Linked DNA regions of Mus musculus: regions 2 and 3 are each linked to region 1. A link is a contact called in public Hi-C and promoter capture Hi-C data. All regions are on one chromosome and are shown on one strand. The core of a region is the stretch at or near the end of the contact, and the rest is flanking DNA. Distances in the headings are between cores, read along the strand shown. Region 1 has its middle 17 kb from the start of 2010003K11Rik. Region 2 holds the start of Mrpl11 (mitochondrial ribosomal protein L11). Region 3 holds the start of Ctsf (cathepsin F).

Region 1 (5,166 bases), core at 1,172-3,671:
TAGTGTCTGAGACTGAAGTGCAGGCTGCTCCTGAGGGTTAGAGGCAGTTGTGTGGAGAAAGTGCCTCGGGGCTGATTTCTTGTCCAGAGGCATCCTCTGCAGAACTTGCATCTGCTCATTTGCTGGGACCTCACCTGAGCCCGTGGCTACCTGCCAGGAAGGAGGACCTGAAAGTGAAAGATGGGAAATTGGCAAAGAGAATAAACTATTTGCTTATTGAATGGGAAGTTTGCCTCAGCTGGCTTCCCAAGTGGCTGGACATTATGGCCTGAGCTTGCAGTCCCAGCACTCAGGAGGTGAGGCAGGAGGGTTGAAAATCTGAGGCCAATATTCTCAACTATACAGTGAAACCCTGTTTCCTTCTTACACTGTTCAACGAAACAAGACTTTAATGTTGTCTTACCCTTGACCTCTTGAACTCAAGGTCACTTCTTATCTGCCTTTGAGACTATTCACTTTCATCAAGCTGTTTTTTAGTGTCTGTCCTCTGCTTATTTCTAGTGACCTTGTTTTCTTCAGGGCCTTTCTTCTTGTTCTGTCAAAATTTGAACTATTCTTCAAAACTAGTGGCTTTCCTGTATTAAGCTTGCCAATCTATTCAGTTGGCTATGGCTCTCTATTTTAATATGATGATGATGTTATTAATTATAAAAGCCAACATGTGTGTATTTGTGTGTTCACGTCTGTGTTGGTGTGTATGTGTGTACTGCCACTCTGTGATAGGGACTTTGCGTACAAAGAGGTGAGACAACTCATTCAAAGTCATACAAGTAGAAATGGCATGGCTGGAATTAGCCCTGGGTTCAGGTCCTGCTAGCTGCTTCTCATGTTTTATCCCGTATTTGTCTTCTAAAGTTGGTTTGTAACAGTTTATTGGCGCTTTTTGGCAGTGCCTTTTGGCATAGATCTCTATGTAAAGCAGTACTCAGTAAATGTTTTATTGAAGTAAATGTCCTAAACATTCTGTTTCATTTTGACATAATCTATTATGACAACTGGCTTTCTGTAGACAAGTGAGCTTGCTGGTCTGTCTCCCACTTTGCTGTGTGTGTGTTTTTTTTTTTTTTTTTTTGATCAGTGGCCTGAGTAGCTCACAAGTGGTCTTTAGAAAAGAAGTAGCCTACAGAGTATCCAAAGTAGCTATATACTCCTTGTGTGTTCCTGGGGTGGGGGTCCTTAAATATTGAGGTGTCCTCTTAAATATGGCAAGGAGGGGCCTCAGCAAGAGAGGATAAGAGGGGGGGGGTGTGAAGAGAAGATGCATGGCAGGTCACGTAGGCCTGTACTTCATTAGTGTCAAGTTGCACAGTGAGATAGGCCAGCATCTGAGAATCAGGAGTGCAGGTAGCTCTTGAAGAGTAGGTGCTGCTGCCTAGAGAAAGTACATCTGGAGCTGGAGGGAGGAGGGAGGGAAGAAAAAGCACTTTGGAGGAGACAGCCTTGTGAGTTTTGTTCTTTCATAGTGGTTCCAGTCGGGCGTTTTACTTAAATGGTTATTGCATGTTGGCCCTCATGAGAGCATGCCTGTTTCCTCTTTTAGTGCTGGGGACTGATTGAGCCTAGCGTCCCATGGATACTAGTCAACTGCTGTATCACTGAGCTATATCCCAGTCTTGTTTATATACATACCTTTATTTTATGTGTATGGGTGTTTTAACTGCATGTGTGAATGTATGTATGTATGTAGTGTTCATGCAGCCCAGGTATCATATCCCCTGGAACTAGAATTACAGAAGGTTTTGAGTGGTCATGTGCTTGTGAGAACTGTACCTGGACCCTCTGCAAGAACAAATACTTTTTTTTTTTTTACTGTTGATCCCTGTTTCTAGTCCCCTTTTACCTTTTATTTGGAGACATAGGTTTTGAATTTGTGATTCTTCTACCCCTATACAGGCTTATGTGTAACTCTAGCTACTTCTGGAGTTTGAGGCAGAAAGATCACAGATTCTAACCCTCTGTCTTTCTTCTCAGTTATTGCTATTGCCCCACATTTTATAGATGACTGGGTGGCAGAGCAGTAAGATGTGGGGTGCAGGCAGCAGGGGCATTATGACCCTTATAGAACAAGCAGTTCTGTACACTCCCGGTGTTTCTGACATTCCTGGGTTCTCTGGGGAGTGTCTGGAGAAATGAGGATAACAACCTTTTTTTTTTTCTCTTTTACTTTAGCTAACATCTACCTTCTGGAGAGCTGACAACACTAATGGTGAGTTCTGAGCCTGAGCCCAGGCCTGTCAATGGGTCACATGGGAGTTTCTTAAGATACTGTAGTCCTAATGTGCGCATGCCATCTTTTAAGTTCAGTCAGTACAAAAAGGCACAGGCTTAGCTTTTGGAAAATCTCCACTTCATCTTGATCTCTGCATTTTTCTGGGTTTTCACAGGAAGGTGACATCTGGTTCTTTGTAAGCTCCAGTTGGCAGCTGGCCAGCTGCAGCAGGAGGCCCTTTTTCTGGGAGGGTGTGTCTTGGGAAGCTGGGCAGGGGATAGTGGTGCTGACCTACAGGAAGCATCCCTTCTGTGCAGCCTTTGAGAAGACCCCAAGTTCAGAGACAGGCATTTGGCAGTGGCACTCGGCTGTTAAGAGCACTGGCTGCTGACAGCCTGGAGATGGTCAGCTGTGACATGAAAGGAGATTGTGTCATCTAATTGTAAAAAATACTTGATGCATTTCTCTGATGTCTGGCAGCCAGAGAACAAGGAGTAAAAGAATTGTCCCTTTTCCTGCCTACAGAGCATTCAGCAGCACTGTCCTCTAAAACTTGCCACTTTTGTTTTTGAGACCGTTTCTTCATGTGGTCCAGGCTGACCTGGAACCCGCTCTGTAGACCAGGCTAGCCTTGAACACAGAATGTCTCCTATTTCTGCCTCCTGAGTAAAGGCATGTACCACCATGCCCAGTAAACCTGCCACTCTTAAACACTTCTCCCTTGGGGCTTCTCTGGGTTGCAGGTCACTGGGAGATCCGTGTGTGTCTGCTCAGTCTGAGTTCTAATGCAATGGTTTGGGCCAACATCTCTCTCCAGTCCAGTCTCTCTCCAGTTTGTAAGAAGAGATACTCTTTCCCTCTCTCTGAGCTGCTCTCCCTGCTTCACAGCTAGGGACCCTGGGGACTTTGTTGTTGTTTCTCCAGAGCACATGTTTATTGTGGGGTAGAGATTTCTTTGTACAGGGATTTTTCTTGTTGTTTTTTTTTTTTTTTTTTTAACTAATTGTGCAAAGAATTTTCTCAGGATGCTCTTCTTGACCCATGAGTTCCTGTTCTCTCTCTCTCTCTCTCTCTCTCTCTCTCTCTCTCTCTCTCTCTCTCTCTCTGTCAAGGTCTTTTATGTGTATGGGTGTTTTGCCTATGCACCACATGCATTACAGTACCTGAGGAGTCCAGAAGAAGGTGAAGGTGCTTTCTGGAACTAGTTACAGATGGTTGTGTGTGGGTATTGGGAACCAAACGTGAGTCCTCTGGAAGAGCATCCAGTGCTCTTAGCTGCTGACCCATTTCTCCAGTCTAGAGTTGGTTACTTTTGAGATCTTCCACATTCCTCTTGTCTTTCTTGTCTTAGGTCAGTAGTAGGTGTCTTTAACTCTACCACACATTCTCCTTACAAAGTCCATGGCGAAAAAGCTGATGGCCTATCCACCATTCACTTATGTTTTCTGGCTCTGTGTACTAATTATTAGTATAGGGCCAAGGTACGGAAGAAGATAAAGCCCACAGAAGGTTCATGAGCAGAATCCAGGATGCTGATGCTGTTGCTTTTTAAGGCTGTCATCTTTTACAGATGACAAATCTATCAGTTAGAAGAGAAAGTTAGTTGCCGAGAAGGGACCACTCCCAGGTCATTTGCTTTGTCAAAGCTTGTTCTGCGCATCAGTTCCCAGAGCCCTGCTATTTCCCCAGAGCTTTTCTTCCTTACAGTAACCAAGACTCTGTCATCTTAGCTGGATCCTTTCTGATCTGTACCTTTTTCCTGGGGATCTCAGAGGGAAGTGAGTGTCTGCTGTTGTTACTAAGTGTCCCACCAGAAGACAGAACCTTGGTTTCCCAACCCACCTCAGTCTGCAGCTTGTATGTTACTTCTGGTCTTAATTTGTAATCTGGACTCCAGCCCAGCCTGGGATATGCCAATGCTGCTGGAAATACCTTGCTCTAGCTATGTGAGTGTGGGCTAGGCCAGACTCCTGTGGCAGCTCCTCTTCTGACCCACATGCAACATGACATCCCAAGCTGAGGTTGCAGGGGAAATTCCATGAGCTAGCTGTGCTGAGTCATGCTTAAGTCTCCTTTCTCCTGTCTGTCAGTAGTCAGTCCACGGTCTGTCACAGTTAACTGTAAGACTATAAGCCTGTCACCTATATCTGCACTTGCTTTACATTTCTGAGTGTTTTCCCCACTGACATGCTATCAGTCGATAAGAAATTTATTAATAATAAATCATTAAAGTAAATGTAGTATTTACTTTTGAGCGATATTCCTTTCATGCATAAGAGACCTGAGATTTTGGAAGCCTCAGTGACTGGTATGTTTCCATGAAGGGTGAGTAGCATGTTTGGGTGAGGTTGGGTGCCACACCTTGGCCTGACCAATGGAGCTTTGAGAAATGCCAGATCATTCATAGTGATTTTGGTTGAAGGTTTTTTTGTTTGTTTTTTGTTTTTTGAGACATGATTTTGCTGTGTAGTCCTTGTTGGCCTCAAACTCACAGAGATCTGCCTGCCTCTATCTTCTGAGTACTGGGATTAAAAAGGCAGGCACCACTATGCCAAACTGAAAAGTGTGAGTTTTGAATTATTAAAATTGAAAATTAAAACATCTAGTTCTTTTAAGGATTTTTAAGTTTAACTCTCTAAGTGTAAACACTGAAATTTTCCATTTTAGATTTTAGAAAGATTTAACAATCACTTTGAAAGGCCTTTTGATTAATGTTAGTCTCCCTTGAATAATTCATTAAACCTATTTGAAAGTTTTAAATTGAATTTATAAATTATAGTTACCTTCTCTTAATTATTTTTTTCCAATTGCCTGATTAAAAATCCCTTAATATTTTAATTACTCTTATAAATTTAATAAATTAAGCCAACTCTTAAATTGCCTTAAACATTCCTGTTATGTTTTATTTATTTATCTTTTAATTTTTAGGGTTTTTTGAGACAGTATTTTACTCTAGC
Region 2 (5,166 bases), core at 1,283-3,782, 450 kb after region 1:
GCACAATTACATGCACACTGGTAAATAAACTCATTTCCCACACACCACAGGGAGTGGAGGAAGAGGGAAAAATTGACTGGTAGAATTTTTCAGTGGTACAAGTGCTCATAAGTCCCCCACACTCCTGCAAGTAACTCCAAGAAACTCATTAATTCTCAAGCTAGACTTGCCATAATTTTTTTTAATGTGGTGATTCCCTCTCCATATGAGGAAAATAGACATTTCTTTTATGCCTCATTAGAAAAGTCACTGGTATCATACCAGTTGCCAGCCTGGTCTACAAAGTCAGTTTCTAGGAAAGCCAGGGCTACACAGAGAAACCCTGTGTCAAAAGAAGAAGAGGAGGAGAGTAGGAGAAGGGGGGGGAAGAAGAGGATGAGGAGAGGAGAGGATGTGGAAGAAGAGAAGAAGGAAGAGGATGGTGATGAAGAAGATGAGGAGGAGGAGAAGGGAGAGGAAGATGAGGAGGAAGAAAGAGGAGAGGAGGAGGGGGGAAGAAGAAGGAGGAGAAGGGGAAGGGGAAGGAAAAGAAGAAGAAGAAAGTCATTCAATATGGGGTCTACCTTCTTTCTTTCACAGAGATCCTCTGATGGGATGGATTCTCTATTTTGGTATAGCACCACAGAGAGCCCCAGCATGTCAGTTGTCCTTGCCCCAGCTTACAGAGTTATGCAGGGAGGATGCAAGGGACGTTTCAGGAGCTTGAAGCTGCTGAGACCCCTTTCTACCAAGCAGTTAGCTCCTGTGGCAGGGGTGTCTCTTAGGGCGACATACTGCTCCCACCACCACCACAGCACTGGCTCAGGGATTTCACTGGGCACAGAAGATGGAGATAAAAATGAGGCCTTTAGATCCTTACACAAAGGACCTGACTTTCTTTGCCAGCAGGTTGTAGGGAAGTTCAAGTCTACAAACATTTTCAAAAACAGTGGTGGGATGGGGTTAGGAGATGGTTCAGTGATTAAAGTGTTTCCTGAAAAAGAGTCAGGGCCAGAGGCTGGGTCTTAAGAAACCCAGGTAAATGCCATCTGGGCATGGTGACATCCCTGTAGTTCCAGGCCAGCATAAGAACTCCAGAGCAAGCTGGTTAACAAGATGAACCACTGGCAAGCTCTTAGTTTGAGTAAGAGACCCCACCTCAGAAGGGCAATGGAAGAGGATCTTAACATCAGCCTCGGCCCTTCTCGTGTGTGTACACATGTGCAAATCCACACACACATTCACCCACACACACGCAAAAACGTACATTGCACACACAAGGAAATGGTAGAGGAAAGAAAAAAATGGAGGTTTGTGAGAGGCGGTTTAGAGGAAGATGATAGAATTTGAAGTGGTATGCTACATAATAGGCTGCCTGGTTGTCTGGAGAGGAATTATTTTTTAAAAAGGAAAAGAAAAGGAAAAAAAAAAGAAAAAAGAAACTGGAGAATTCCCCTCGAATCTGAAGGATCGCAAACAGTGAGTTAGTGGATAGTTCCTTCGAAGTAGTCTCAGTCTGGAGACTGGATCAGAGAACTTTATATCCTGAACTGTTGGAGAAAATAATGGAGCATTCAACCTACAGTTATTGGAGCTTTGCAGCCACGTGTGGTCAGGAAGAGTCTGTGAGTCAAAGAGTCCTACCAAGGCCATTGCTACTACCCTAAAGTGCCTAGATACACAAGATTGCTCTAGGGAGGGATAATAAAGGCTTCAAACACCACCTGGCTCAAATACCATTCCCTAAAACGCAAGTAATAATCAGGAATCCTGGACAGAATAGAGCGGGATGCGGAGTTCTGAGACACAAAAAGTCATCTTCCAATGAAAAAATGAAAGACGGGGAAGCAATAAAGTATGCCTAATAAGCTAGTGGAAAATCAGGTTTGACTGGGATGAGAATTCACAAACTTAGCATTTCAAAAGCGCGGGGAAGAGCTTTTCCCTTTGTATAAATAGCGGTAAATGCCTTCTTGGTTCAACGTGTGTTACTGAGCTGTCACAACAATTCTGAAAGGTACCTATAATATTCGCGGTGTCAAAGATTTTCATAGGTAACAGAAACAGTAGCCTAATCCTAGCTCTAACTCTTTGTCTAGCTATGAATCAGGTTCATAGCCAGCAAGAGCAGCAGTCTGCCATTTCATTTCCCGTCTATAATCATATTGCCTTCCATGAAAAACCACATGAGGAAACAAAAGACTCAAGGGATTTTGCATAACTTGCTCCATATCAAACGCTAAGATATCACTGTGTCCAGCAGATGGCAACCCAGAACACGGCCAACAGCAGGCGCAGGATAAGGCGCTGAACTACATACCCACAATGCTGTGCGGAGACTCAAAGTCCCGAACTCCTGTTTGGCTGTCTAAGGTGATGCCTGTGCGCACCGCTGAGGGATTGTGTGTACTGAAACCATATAGGTTCTCGTCCTGCCTTCAGAGCGCAAAGTTCAATTAATTCTTAAATTCCGTAATTGGTCTTTAGTTGGAGAGCTGTATGCCTGAAACAAGACTGCTCTTTTTTGGTCTCATTTACCCTAGCCGAACACGAGGGCCCTTCACCTCTGACCCAAAATGGCCGCGCCCAGAGCGTAGTTCTTTGCTTCTCCGAGGCGAGCTAAGATTAAAATCCTACATCATGTCCAAGCTAAGCCGGGCCACTCGGACCCTCAAGAAGCCCGAGGCCGGCGGCGTGATCCGGTCCATCGTGCGAGCAGGCCAAGCTATTCCTGGGCCTCCACTAGGTCCCATCTTGGGTCAGGTGCGGTGTGCGGAACCCGGCCTGGGAGACGTGGGAGAGTGCGCTGGAGCCGGGGAAGTCTCCTTTATAAACGTTGTCTCCACTATTCACACCTTCAGGCCTTATGTCCTTGTATTACTTACGGAGCCTCTTTTGACCTCAGCACCTCTGACCCCCAAGTTGGCTAGTTGCTGATTAAGTGGTACCTTGTGGACGAATTGCCTGGCACCCAAAGCTATAGAACCAGAGTAGAAGAAATATAACAACACACACCCATACCCCCGCCCCCCCCCCCCACACACACAAAGATGAAAGGACAGGGGCTCCTGGTTGGTAGAAAGCCTTCAGCTCCCATACTTAACTTTGTGTATGCGTTCCTTATAGCGAGGTGTCTCTATCAACCAGTTCTGCAAAGAGTTCAACGAGAAGACAAAGGACATCAAAGAAGGCATTCCCCTGCCTACAAAAATTTTTATAAAGGTAGAGAGACCCATTCTCCCATATATTTCCTTGGCCCTTGAAACTAGTCACTCTGGTTGCTTCTCTGACTCTTAACTTGGTTGCTACCTTCCACTTATCATTTAAACAGAAGCCTAGACCATAATTTCTCTGAACTGGCTTGATCCTGCCATATTGTGGTTCTTACCTCTCATCTCACTGGGGCTTCCAGAGGAGATTTGGGCTAGGAATAAAAATGGCAGGGATGTGTGCTGTAGATTTGTTTTTCTGTCTTTTGTGGTGTGCAAGTTGGTGGGAGAAGGAAAGGGACATTAGAAATGTCTTGGACTGGATAGAAAACCAAGAAATTCTCATGTATCTTTGTCTGTTAAGCCCGACAGGACATTTGAGCTCAAGATTGGGCAGCCCACTGTTTCTTACTTTTTGAAGGCAGCTGCTGGGATCGAGAAGGGGGCCCGGCATACAGGTAAGGACTAGAGTGGGCACCTGAGAGTCTGATGTATCCAGAGAAATGTAGTGGCACTTGAAGAATTCTTTGCTCCTTCTTCCCAGGGAAAGAGGTGGCAGGCCTGGTGAGTTTGAAGCACGTATATGAGATTGCCTGTGTCAAAGCTAAGGATGATGCTTTTGCCATGCAAGATGTGCCCCTGTCTTCTGTGGTCCGTTCCATCATTGGCTCTGCCCGTTCCCTGGGCATTCGAGTGGTGAAGGAGTGAGTATCTTGAGAGGAATCCAAGTAAGTTCTTCATTTGGGAGGAAAGCTGAGAAGGCCCATTACAGTGAGGTGGTTGGGCTTTATTTGTTCTTCTTAATTTATAGCCTATGTTAGTTATGCATATTAAGCTTCATTGTGACATTTTCATACATGTCTAGCAGATTCTAGCAGAAGGATATGGGTTGAAGCCTCATCTTGTTTGGAATATATTTCATAAGCACCTGTTCTGTCCTGGACATGGATCTGGGCACTGGCTAGAACCAGGAATGGCCAGTAGTGCCTGGCCACTCTGGAGAAATGTGTAGTCCTAAAGGCCGACCCATACATAGAGGCCTAGACTAGCAGGTGTCAATGTTATAAAATCAATGGATGTCATGCAAGCAGAGAGGAGATTTCCTGCTTTTACCTGATGTGTCATTGAGGACTCTGAGGGAGGTGACATGGAAACTGCCCAGGAAAAGGAGGGTAAGAGAGCGTAAGATTACAAGGAGAGGGAAGGAGCTGAAGCTAAGTTCACTCTGGTCGAGGAGTCTTGTCTAGAGGCATATGGGATGTGGCCTGAGGGAGGGACGAGTCAGAAGGTTCCCTTGTCAAGTAGGAGAGCATTTGCCCCAGAGCGCAGCAGAGACAGGAGCAGGGACAGTCATCACTGGCCGCTTGCTGCTGGTGTCATTCCCTACAGCAAGACTGGCGTCAGTTGTTCCTCACGGGGGTGAGGTTAGAGCACAGTTTTCCTGGATGGTTTAAATCCTTAAAGTATGTAGATTTGTGGCTCAAAGGAAGGCCTAAGAAATCCCAATGGTATAATAGAGGCCACAGGTTAGGTAGGACTTTAAGACAGAGTCAAGGCAGAGGAAGGTAGCGTGTGTGAGTTGTGGTTCCAGGAAGAGAAACCACAGATGAGTAGAGGTATGACAGTTGGAAAGTCCAGGGAGGGGAGTGGACAGGGCAGCTGGGATCTGCGCCAGGACCCGCTCCTCACTGACTGTCTGTCTCCTTCTGTAGCCTCAGTGCAGAAGAACTGGAGGCTTTCCAGAAGGAACGAGCTGTGTTTTTGGCTGCTCAGAAAGAGGCAGATTTGGCAGCCCAGGCAGAAGCTGCCAAGAAGTGACCCCAACTTTCTACACTCTGAGAATTTGAAGTGAGAGGCTGAGAAAGGGGGCCACAGAGGAAGCTGAGCCAAAGGACTTCATGGCAACCCGATTTCTAGTTTCCTGACATGTTTCTGTACATTTGCTGTGCCAGGGGATCAAGCCTGAATAAATATCCTT
Region 3 (5,166 bases), core at 1,454-3,953, 340 kb after region 1:
TAAAATTTGCTATATCCTGTCTCAATCTACTGCTAACATAGCGTCATAGAGAATTGTAGCTAACTTTCAAATATGTCTCTAAAATGACCAGAATCAGCCTTCCAAATGAAGAAATAACAATTTCTAATGCTGGGTTGATTATCGGCACAGTGCATGACTAAGTAGGCATAACTGGTCACATTAAAGGAAAGAGAAGACTCGTCATAACTTCTTTTTGATTACGTTTTTGAAGGCGGTTTCCAGTCTCCATGTTCTCAGTCCCACAAGCTAAAAGTTTGAAGCAAGGCAGTTTGTCCAATCTGAGATCAGGAACTCAAGTCCAAAACAGTCTGCCTGTCTCCACTGTCAGGGCACTCAGCCAGCTCACAGGTCAGCATCAGTCTTTGTCCCAGCATCAGCTTGTCTCACCAATCACTCTGGCAGCTAGCATGCTCCTGCTGCAGCATTCTGTGGAGAAAACACAAAAATGCCCTCTTCCCCATATTAAATACCTGAACAGTATCATGTCATGTGCCAGTATGTGGATCCTTTCATTTCATGAGTATGCCTGGTTGTAGAGTGCCATAGACACTCAGAGAGATTTTAGGCATCCAAATTTAAAAAAATTTTTGAAGATATATATTTAAAGCTCCGCAGTATCTTTTCCTTAAGAGTTATAAAAAAATATGAGTAACATGGGTAACATTAAATTGTTGACAAAACATCTCAAATGCTTGGCTGTAATAGCCAGTTCCAATATCTATTTTAATTTGATTTGGAACACCAAGCATAAAAAAAAAAATCAACATAGGCAATGACTGACTATACTTTTAGTTGCTTTTCTTGTTAAAGCAGTTGTAATTAGAAAGACTAAAAGTGTATCAATAGTCACAATGTGCATATTTCATTTTTCTAAAATCAAAAATGAGTATCTATTTGCAATAATTGATTAAGTAAAAGTCCTCAAGAATTAACACCAATGGGTGGAACAGGTAGAAGCTGAGGACACTGAGAACAATTCTTTACAATATGCCATGCACATTCTATAAAAATGCCTACAGCACACTATTCAATTATCTGTGTTGAAGTAGGAGGAAACTCAAAAGAGCAAACGTGATCTAGTCACGTAAACTTCTCTCCCATAGAAGTGCTGTTTATAAATACAGTAGATGCATTCTTTTTTTTTAAAGTGATAAGCACGATTCTTTTTTTTTTTAAGATTTATTTATTTATTTATTTATTTATTTATATTAAGTACACTGTAGCCGTCTTCAGACACTCCGGAAGAGGGAGCCAGATCTCATTTCAGATGGTTGTGAGCCACCACGTGGTTGCTGGGAATCGAACTCAGGACCTTTGGAAGAGCAGTCCGTGCTCTTAACCCCCGAGCCATCTCTCCAGCCCCAGTAGATGCATTCTTTATGGGATACATTGTGGAGAGACCTATAGGGTACTGCTAGGCAGGAATCTGACATTGGCCAAGGACAAGGAAACAAGCCTCAATCTTTAGGTTGTAATAGGGAAGCAGGACAAGGCAGAAACTCCAATCTCGGGGTGGTACAAAAGAAGCAGGCCCTGGGCAAGATCCAGGCTTTTGGCCTGTCATGCATGTCACTACTGGAGTGGATGTAGCAGTCTACATAGGCCCTGTTTTGAAGACAAACAAACCAAGGGAACTGTCTTAAAGACTTCAAAAAACTCCTTCATATATACATACCCTGCACACTCCTCACGTACACACAAGATTTCTGTGACAAGGCTGATTTTAACCGCTTTAGATAACATACGACAGCTCCTTCAATGAGCTGAGGATAATTTTTGCCTCTCCGATACAAAACCAATGGATTTTTGTATCCAAGCAGTTTATGGACATTTCCCTTTCAATAATAAAAAACCCTCCTTTCCGGTCCCTCTCCAAGTGTGCAGAGGCTTACGAGAATGCATCTTGGTTTATGATTCAATTTGTTATTCCCTCATACATTTTTACACTTTGGAGATTTTTTTCCCACCCTCTGTTTTCAGTTGTGACGCTGTCCCTTGGCAGTCCTGGAACACAGTGCTTTTAAGTGATTTACGGTACGATCCACCCTTTGCACAGCTTTGTTGATTATATAGATGTCTTTTAAGCCTCACAACAGCCAGACTCATGTAGCCTACGCTCAAATTCTCTTAGGTATCCAAGAATGACCTTGAACTTCAGAACTTTCTGTCTCTTCCTGAGTGCCTCACCAGGCTAGGTTTATTCCGTGCTCGGGGATGGTACACAGGGCATTTGTGAGAGCTAGGCAAACACTAGCCACTGAACTACCTACATCCTCTGGTCCCACAACCCATAATATTACTGACCGTCTGGTGAATGACAATAGGTGCCTCAAAGGTGAGATCACACCGTGAAGGCAGGCTGAGGAACCAATTGTTTGGGTTCACCTCTTATCAGAGTCATCTGTAAGCTTCTTTTTCTTTATCTACGCAATGGGACTGCACTGACCTCACAGGTCTGCCATGGTTAAAAGGATCTGGCTTTTCCTGCGTAAGATAGAAAAGGGCGTAGATTCTTATTTTATTGTCAACCTAGTGTCCTCTCCCCTCACTCCACCCTCTCCACCCCCCCACCCACCCCCCCCCGCATCCCGCACCCCGTGGTCCACGTGCCTCGCGTAAATAAGCGAGCGCGCAAGCGCCAGGAATCGGTGCCCATTGGCCGCCCCGGCGTTCTCCAACGTTGTAGGGAAACTCTCTGTGGCCTCTGACAGCAGGCTCCGCCTCGGGTCTCTTGATCCGTGTGTTTGTGGGTCAGTGAATCCGGGCGAGCAGCTTCGACCTCGCTATGGCGCCCCTACTGCAGCTTCTGTGGCTGCTGACACTGCTCTCGACTGTGGCCCTGAGCCCCGTCCCCGCCAAGCCCTGGGCAGATGACGAGCAGGCCTGGAACTTGTCGTCCCAGGAGCTGCTGGCCCCCGCCCGCTTCGCGCTGGACATGTACAATTACGGCCGTGCTGCGGGGACAAGGGCCGTGCTAGGAGCGGTGCGCGGACGCGTCCGCCGGGTGAGGACGCGCGGGGAGCGGGCGCGGGGCCTGGGCCCAGGAATGGTGCAAGGTGGAGTTTGGCTTAAATTTGGGATGATGGCCAGGACAGGGGAGGGAAGGACCTGTTTAGACCTGTATCCGGTAGGGAGGCACAGATGGGCAATGGTCTCCTAAGAGGAGTAAAGGGGGAGGGGATGGCTGGGCCAGCCCCAACTTCTTCTCCATCCAGGCCGGCCAGGGCTCTCTGTTCTCCCTGGAAGCCACACTAGAGGAGCCACCTTGCAATGATCCCCTGGTGTGCCCACTGCCTGAGACGAAGAAAACAGTGGTGAGTGAAGAGGTCAGCTATTGTTGGCCCTAGCTGGCAAACAATTGGAATGGTGGGTCCTGTCGAGGCATTGGTTACTCCTGAGATACCAAGTTAGAGACCAAGATGCTCTGAAAGGGTGGGTGTTGGGGTGCTGGGTGTCTGCTGCTGGCCTCCCTCTTTCACCAAGTTATGACTGCCTTCCATGTGGCTCTCCTTTGAGGAACTTCTAGCTGCTCTTGCCAGGACCTTGTTTCAAACTGTCCCAAGACCGTCTTCTTTCTATGCCTCCAGCTCTGCAGTTTTGAAGTCCTGGAAGAGCTAAAAGAACACTTGCTGCTGAGGAGGGACTGTAGCCCAGTGAATGCCAAGGTCACAGGTGCTGGGATTGCTCAAGGAGACTGGGAGAGCCCAGACCATACTTGAGTCAGAATCCAGCCTTAATTACTTCTCTGTTCCGACCCTATCCAGAGTTTAGAAATGCGACTTTCAGCTCATTCCTTCCATTGTTGGACAAGGATCCCCTGCCCCAGGTGAAGACCCTGTGTCGAGGAGAGACAAAGGCCCCTTAATCCTCTTTCCCTTCTCTTCTCTTTCTCTGCACGCCCCTTCTCTCTCTTCCCCCTCACTTCCTCTTCCCATAGTGACTTCCCTGTCTTGGTCCTCCAGGGTAGAGCTCAGTCAGCTCACTGGGGTCTGGCTGGACTTGTAAGTGAACATCCTTCCGCCTTCCTAGGACTTCTCTGTGAAGATGGCTCCACTCTTCAAGGACTTCATGACCACCTATAACCGGACTTATGAATCAAGGGAAGGTAGGCCCCAGCCTTGTCATCTGTCTCCGTCAGGCCTGGGCCTTCTCCCGTCACGGCACCTTGATACTAAGGAGATAAAGTACACAGTGATACCTTATTTCCCCGGTGGTAAACTGAGCCAGATCAAGGCAGATAAGATGATATTAACTGCTGGTTTATTGGGAAGCTGCTCTCTGGCGAGTTCACTGGCCCCAGTGATTAGGCCACGGAAATCACCATGGGAAGAGGAGATGAGGGAGAGAAGGGGAGAAAGGGCCCACACAGAGAGAGAAGAAAAGAAGAGAAAAGGGAGAGTGAGGAGACCAAAATGCCTGGATTGTGTCTGGAAGAGCTTCTGGGTATGCCAGGGTAGGGACTGAGGGGTGCTGGGAGAAGCTGGAGGCCAGGTCTGCCTTGATATGAAACATATGCACCTCAGTCCCTGGTCCAGGGGTCCGAAACCAAACAAAAAGGATCCTGTGTCTCTCAAGGAGCCCATATCCCTAGGGTCCTATCCAGCTTTCTAGGCAGTCATCTTGTCAAGGAGTGGCCTGGTTTCCTCCTTCCGTTTTGTCTTCCTAACCGGAAACCATGGGCTTCATCCCTCTAGGCAGGATGGGTAAGACTTAGACCAGATTTTCTCCTTTGGATTTCCTCTGTCATGGCCTTTCCGGTAACCTCTCCTGGGTGACACCCTTCGGTCTCATTTAGATTACTGGTTTTATATTCAACAAGTCATTGTTCCAATTTGGGCCCCCAAAGTTGAGCATGTCTCTCACTTTGAAGTCGGCTTCCCTCATGTCTTATTCTGCCGGCCCCAGGGATCTATCCTTACAAACAGCTTCAGGGACTATGGCAGGGACTCAGTTAATAAAGCCCTTGCCTTGGAAGCGTGAAGACCTGACTTCAATCCCCAGAACCCACCAAAGAAGCCCGATATGGCGGTCTGGACTTGTAACCTCAGCAACAGTGAAAAAGGAGAAAGAAATAGACTTATCGCAGCCGGTCTAGCTCACTTGAGCTCCAAACCAAAAAGAGACCGTTTGTGCCTCAAACAAAAG

The links. Promoter capture Hi-C pulls out the DNA fragments that hold promoters and counts their contacts. Hi-C and Micro-C count contacts between places; a contact is called where the count stands out from the background.
Region 2: a promoter capture Hi-C map of neural stem cells shows a contact between it and region 1. A contact is called at or near these places in 20 of 39 promoter capture datasets (the 3T3-L1 cell line, the C10 cell line, the HPC-7 cell line and 12 more), 6 of 484 Hi-C or Micro-C datasets (B cells, cerebellum, cerebral cortex and 3 more), 8 of 130 datasets of targeted methods (embryonic basal ganglia, embryonic stem cells, extraembryonic endoderm stem cells and 4 more) and 3 of 9 other capture datasets (embryonic stem cells, liver and macrophages).
Region 3: a Hi-C map of uterus shows a contact between it and region 1. A contact is called at or near these places in 6 of 39 promoter capture datasets (the C10 cell line, the HPC-7 cell line, cranial neural crest and 3 more), 10 of 484 Hi-C or Micro-C datasets (CD4 T cells, the N1E-115 cell line, Sertoli cells and 6 more), 2 of 130 datasets of targeted methods (bone marrow-derived macrophages and pancreatic cancer cells) and 3 of 9 other capture datasets (adipose tissue, liver and pancreatic islet).

Annotation. Positions count from the first base shown.
Region 1 is chr19:4,513,485-4,518,650 of GRCm38.p6, forward strand. It overlaps a transcript of Pcx not described here. Among named protein-coding and RNA genes, the nearest start is that of 2010003K11Rik, 17 kb to the left of the region's middle.
Region 2 is chr19:4,959,774-4,964,939 of GRCm38.p6, forward strand. It overlaps Mrpl11 (mitochondrial ribosomal protein L11), which reads left to right and starts at 2,533. Exons shown (of 5, transcript NM_025553.4): 1 at 2,533-2,742; 2 at 3,106-3,201; 3 at 3,553-3,646; 4 at 3,733-3,892; 5 at 4,901-5,166. The coding sequence starts at 2,620. The coding sequence ends at 5,006.
Region 3 is chr19:4,852,462-4,857,627 of GRCm38.p6, forward strand. It overlaps Ctsf (cathepsin F), which reads left to right and starts at 2,704. Exons shown (of 14, transcript NM_019861.2): 1 at 2,704-3,025; 2 at 3,237-3,335; 3 at 3,609-3,693; 4 at 3,786-3,847; 5 at 4,051-4,126. The coding sequence starts at 2,807.